Regions from separate parts of the Pan troglodytes genome. Here region 1 is linked to region 2. A link is a contact called in public HiChIP or PLAC-seq data. All regions are on one chromosome and are shown on one strand. The core of a region is the stretch at or near the end of the contact, and the rest is flanking DNA. Distances in the headings are between cores, read along the strand shown.

Evidence for each region. HiChIP or PLAC-seq counts read pairs in DNA pulled down with a chosen protein or histone mark.
Region 1: an H3K4me3 HiChIP or PLAC-seq map of stem cell-derived excitatory neurons shows a contact between it and region 2, with 17 times the contacts expected there. The contact joins the promoter of ADCY1 here to the promoter of RAMP3 in region 2. A contact is called at or near these places in 1 of 7 Hi-C or Micro-C datasets (stem cell-derived neural progenitor cells) and 1 of 1 datasets of contacts at active chromatin or transcription factors (stem cell-derived excitatory neurons).

The regions. Positions count from the first base shown.
Region 1 is chr6:51,442,738-51,445,437 of NHGRI_mPanTro3-v2.0_pri, forward strand. ADCY1 (adenylate cyclase 1) reads left to right here and starts at 1,297. Exons shown (of 20, transcript XM_519081.8): 1 at 1,297-2,104. The coding sequence starts at 1,466.
Region 2 is chr6:51,025,609-51,028,353 of NHGRI_mPanTro3-v2.0_pri, forward strand. RAMP3 (receptor activity modifying protein 3) reads left to right here and starts at 1,331. Exons shown (of 3, transcript XM_001151180.7): 1 at 1,331-1,439. The coding sequence starts at 1,382.

The sequences.
Region 1 (2,700 bases), core at 47-2,546, 420 kb after region 2:
TTCCAGATAAAATGGAAATGCCTCAAATTCTAACCTTTGTTCTGTATAACAACACGTGGAATCCCTGAGAGTTAATGAATCCCTGGGGCATTTCTAAAATAGACCAATGCCTGGGCGAGATGCCTTAAATCCGGGTTTCTGGGAGTGGGGCCTTCTGCAGGGGGCCTAGCCTCCTGGTCTCCATTATTTCATGGGATCCCAGTTCCTGGTCTATCCATATTAAGGGGACGAGAAGCAGCCGGGATAACGGAGGAGGCAGGGGTTCTTGCAGTGGCTACTCCTCTCTAGGCCCCTTGGAGGGAGCTGATCATGAGAGATCCTCACTGTAAGGGGGATGCAGGCAGCCCAGGGGCCGTCTGAGCACCAAATGACATCATGTACTTGAAGCACCAGCACAAAGTTGTCTCCCTCATAGTGAATGAATGTAAGCAGTGGAATTCGACTCGCGGGTTTTAACCCCCATGGGCCAGCGGGTCCTTCCCTCCCAATTGTCCTGCTAGAAGAAAACGTTTCGCTCTCTCTCGGGTATCCAGCTAATCGTTAAGGCAAACAGCAGCGCCCCTTTTCCTTTCATCTCTTGCCCCATTTCTGCACCTACAGCCTCACACCTTCTTCCCGGGACACAGCACTGCCAGGAGCCCATCCTGGTTCAGTTCAGTACCCAGGAGGAATCCCTCGGGCCGACTCCCAGGACTTTGTTTCTTGGACTTCACCACCTCCGCCTCCCCAGCACAGCTCCCGCAGCCCGCACCCGCCCACAGGGTCTCCGCGACCCTAGAGCTTAGGGAAGAATTGCCGAGGGGCGGGGGGTCCCTCATGCGCATGGAAGGGACGTACGCCCCAGGCCTCCACCTTCCTCCTGATCCCGGGGATTCTTGGACGTCGATTCTCCGTCTCGTAGGGGCGAGGGCCCTGGGTTCGCAGTCAGACGCGGGCCCCTCTCAAATCTAGTGGCCTGGTTTTATTGAGGGGGGGAAGGCACATATTTTCCAAGATTAACTGCCCCGCAACAGGGAATTTCGCAGGATTTCAGTATTTTCGACTCCCCAGGTGACGCCAAGAGGGTGGGTTCCACTGTGCACGGTGGGGAAACTGAGGCTCGGAGGGGACAAGGAGGGTACTCGAGGTCACGCGGCTCCTCCGGCGGGCGGGAACGCAGGACGCGGAGTTGGGGCGCGGGCTGTGCGCGCCCAGGTTCGCGGCTCCCGGGGCTCGGCTGTCGCAGCGCGGTCGCCGCCGAGGACCACGGTCGGGGCGCGGGCGGGCTCCAGTGCGCAGGCGCGGCGGGCGGGAGGGGACGCGCTCCGGGCGCGCGCGCGGGGCAGCCGGCGCCCCAACTCCGCCCGCCCCGCGCCCCGGCGCCTCGCCGCCCGCCGCCCGCCCGCCCCGGCGCCGCCGCCCGCGCCCCGGCGCCCCGGGCCGGCGAGGGGCGCGCCCGCGGCCGCGGCCGCTGCATGGCGCTGAGATGGCGGGGGCGCCGCGCGGCGGAGGCGGCGGCGGAGGCGGCGCGGGCGAGCCCGGGGGCGCCGAGCGGGCGGCCGGGCCAAGCCGCCGGCGCGGGCTCCGGGCGTGCAACGAGGAGTTCGCTTGCCCAGAGCTGGAGGCGCTGTTCCGCGGCTACACGCTGCGGCTGGAGCAGGCGGCCACGCTGAAGGCGCTGGCCGTTCTCAGCCTGCTGGCGGGCGCGCTGGCGCTGGCCGAGCTGCTGGGCGCGCCGGGGCCCGCACCCGGCCTGGCCAAGGGCTCGCACCCGGTGCACTGCGTCCTCTTCCTGGCGCTGCTCGTGGTAACCAACGTCCGGTCCCTGCAGGTGCCCCAGCTGCAGCAGGTCGGCCAGCTGGCGCTGCTCTTCAGCCTCACCTTCGCGCTGCTCTGCTGTCCTTTCGCGCTGGGCGGCCCCGCCCGGGGTTCCGCCGGGGCCGCTGGGGGGCCAGCGACCGCCGAACAAGGGGTTTGGCAGCTCCTTTTGGTCACCTTCGTGTCCTATGCCTTGCTGCCCGTGCGCAGCCTGCTGGCCATCGGCTTTGGGCTCGTGGTGGCTGCGTCGCACTTGCTGGTCACAGCCACCTTGGTCCCCGCCAAGCGCCCACGTCTCTGGAGGACGGTAAGTGCAGCCGCGCACCCCTCATCTGGTCTCGGACACACTTGCTGGGACGATGCTGGGATTGCCCGGAGTCGGGCGCGCTTTTTCCTATGCGGCGGGTGGGGACACTGAGGCTCCGAGTGGGGGTGTGTTCAAGGTCACTCTTGCGAGTTGGGGACGCAGTCGGGGCTGGCACCCTCCGGCCAGGGCTCTCTTCAGAGTTACAATCCACGAAGCGCCCCTGGCGTGAAGTGTGGAGAGGGGAGACAGGTGTGGAGAGAGAAAGGTTTGGCCAAGGTCAGGGAGCTGATGAGCGGCCAGACGGCGGCCAGAGGGTTCCGCCGGTCTTTTGCCGCACCCATCTCCACAGAGGGACTGAAAGTGGGCGAGGAGAGCAGACCCCCAGGGCAAGCTCCAAGGCCGACTCTGCGCGCAGCGCTGGGCTCTTCCCTTGCGCACCTAGAGCGCGTGCTGGGCTCGCCTCCCAGCCCTGCGGACCCGAGGGGAGTATATGGGTGGTGGGAAAGGACTTCGGCTCTTCCAGCCTTGCTGGCCACCCTACTGTGGACCTGCCTCCGGCCCAGAAAGAGTGGGGTTTGCCAAGGTCAAACACAGTC
Region 2 (2,745 bases), core at 81-2,580:
GCTCCCGAATAAGGGTCTTGTTAAATAAAGTGGGTCTTTCTAAGCCAGGAGAAGGTCAGCTCAGCTCCTGGGAAGGTAGCAGTACCTACGGCTCAGAGGAGTGGAGGGCCCATCCATGTAGGAGTCTGGGCCTGTGCCCCAACCTCAGACCAGCATGTGCCCCCAGGGGTGGTGGGTGGGCCCTGGAGGGCAGAGAGGTGCCTCTAGCTGGCTCTCGGAAGTCCTGACCAGTGACAATTCTGAAGACACCATTAAGTGTCCACTGGAGCCAGGGCCTGTGCTAGGGGCTGAGGGTGACAGAGGTGACCCATCTGGCCAAGTGACCTGTGGCTGGAGAAACTGAGGCCCTCCTTCGCCTCAGGGACCCTGACAGTCTTCAAGGCCAGGTCTTTGGTGGTGCCAGATACTCTCCTGTCCCTTGGTTTGCTTGTGGCTTGGTTCTTGGTGTGTGATACGTCTCTGTGTGTGTAGTTGCCACACCCTCCAGTCTCTCTCATACACACTGTTTCCCAAGCATACACTCACAAACACACCTTGTCTCAGACTCAAACACACACATGCCACACACACACCATACATCACACACTCCATGCACACACATGCATCTACACACACCCCACATGCACATCACACACACGTACTCCATGAACAACACACACACGCACACACACACACACACACCCCAACCTCTTTTATGCACTTTCCTGACCTTTGGAGACCTGGCTCCTAGATGTATCTCTGCTCAAAGTTCCCCTCCCTGCCTGGGGGCAGCTCTGGACTCTGGTCTACTTTCGGCCAGGGCATACCTAGCCCACCCCCAGGTCCACCTTCCTCCAGTCTACCCCCAGCCTCCTCTAGGCCATCATCAGCCAGCGCTTCATCCTCACCTCAGCTCCCTCCCCGGTCTACCCCCACCCTCTGCCCCCCAGCCTGGACGGAAGTTCCCCAAGTCTCTCCAGCCTGCATCCCAGCCCACCGTCAGCCGGCCCCCACGCTCACCCCAGCTCACCTCCCAGTCTGCCCCTACAATCTGCTCCCAAAAAGCTCCTTTGCAGCTCAGCACCCCAGCCCCGCCCTCAGAGCCCATCAGCCGGCACCCCACCTTACCCCAGCTTGTCCCCAGCTCGAAACCCAGCCCTCGCCCCCCTCTCACCGCTGAGATTCCAGCCCAGACTCCAGCCGCCCCTATCCCTCCCACCCGGCGCGCCTGCAGGGACTGCACCCCACATCTGGAGGCAACGGGGCACGGCCGCAGGCGTGGTCTGGGGGTGCGGCCTGAGGGCGGACCCCCTGAGGCCCCGCCCCACCCCAACCCCAACCGGGCGTCCCCCAGCCGCGCCCCCAGCGGGACCGAGCGTGACCCAGCTGCGGCCGGCCAGCCATGGAGACTGGAGCGCTGCGCCGCCCGCAACTTCTCCTGTTGCTGCTGCTGCTCTGCGGTAAGGGGGCGTCGGCCCGCACCGGGGGCGCCCCCACTCCTCGGGGTTCACCGGACCCGGGTGGACCCGCGCCTTCCCGCACCTGCGCCGCGGTCCTTCCCTTGCCCCGGAGCTCGGGAGGGGCGCACAGTGACCCTGGCGGGATTCCCAGGCTCTGCGGGAGGGTTCCACCCGGGAGAAGCTGAAGGCGAAGGACTCTGGCGGGCAAGGGAGGCACAGGGCCCCCTCCGGGGTCTTCTGACGGCAGGGTCCGGCAGCCCCCGGTCCTCCTAGTTGTGATGTCCCCCCACGCCCCGGTTCTGGGGTCGCCTCAGGGTGGGCGAGAAGAGGTGGACCAGGTCTGGCTCTTTACCCCTTATCCCCCAGGGTGGGCTGTCTGTAAGGTAGTGAGCTCTCTGTCCTGGCATTGAGTGCCTGCCCACCACTCACAGGGGCGTGGGCGGGTGGACTCCGGACCGGGTAGCTGGTCCTCCCAGGGCCCCTCAGTGTGTGGACGCCTGTGTGTGTCCTGGAACTGGCTGAGAGGGGAAGCGGGGCGACTCTCTGAGCCATCCTCTCCTAATGCCTTCTTCGGCAAGAAATCAGGACTCCAGGAAGAGCCATTGCTCACAAAATGGAAATAGATGAAACTAAAACTTGTTTTGAAGTACCTTGCTAAAGAAATTATCCAAGAAAAAGTAAGAGAGAGAGAGAGAGAGAGAGAGAGAGAGAGAGAGAGAGAGAGAGAGAGAGAGAACGTGTGTAAAGGCTGTTGGGGAAGAGTGCTTGCTGAGGGCTGGGGTCCACTAAGTGGTGACTGAGCCTGGCCAGTTCTGGGGGGGACACTGGTGATGGAGGGCCCTGGCCTGGTGGTCCCCAGTTTCCCTGGCTGTAAGATGCAGAGTTGGGCCTGTTTTGATGATTTGGGATTTGGTACGGGAGGTGGGAAAAGGGTGGACCAAACTCAGTGGTCATTTTCCTTCCATTGAAGAGGTCTTGGTGTGCAGAACATGTGTGGCTTCATTGGGTGTTCCAGGGCTGGAGCCTAGGAGGTGGTGGATTTTGTGTTGAAGTGCAAAGGTGCATGGCAGCTTCTGAAATCAGGTGCATGGCAGCTTCTGAAATCAGGAGCATGCTGATTTGGGATTTCAGCAAACTTCCAGTGAGCGCCCCTTAGGTGGAGATCTTGGTCGCTATAGTGGAAGGAAGGTCCTCTCAATTCATTCTGGGAGAAGCTGAGGCTTTCCTGACCATCTCCAGTATCAAATTGAGAAGGACCACAGGCTTCCGCCTGCACAGAATCCCCCCTTAATAATCCTGTCTCTCG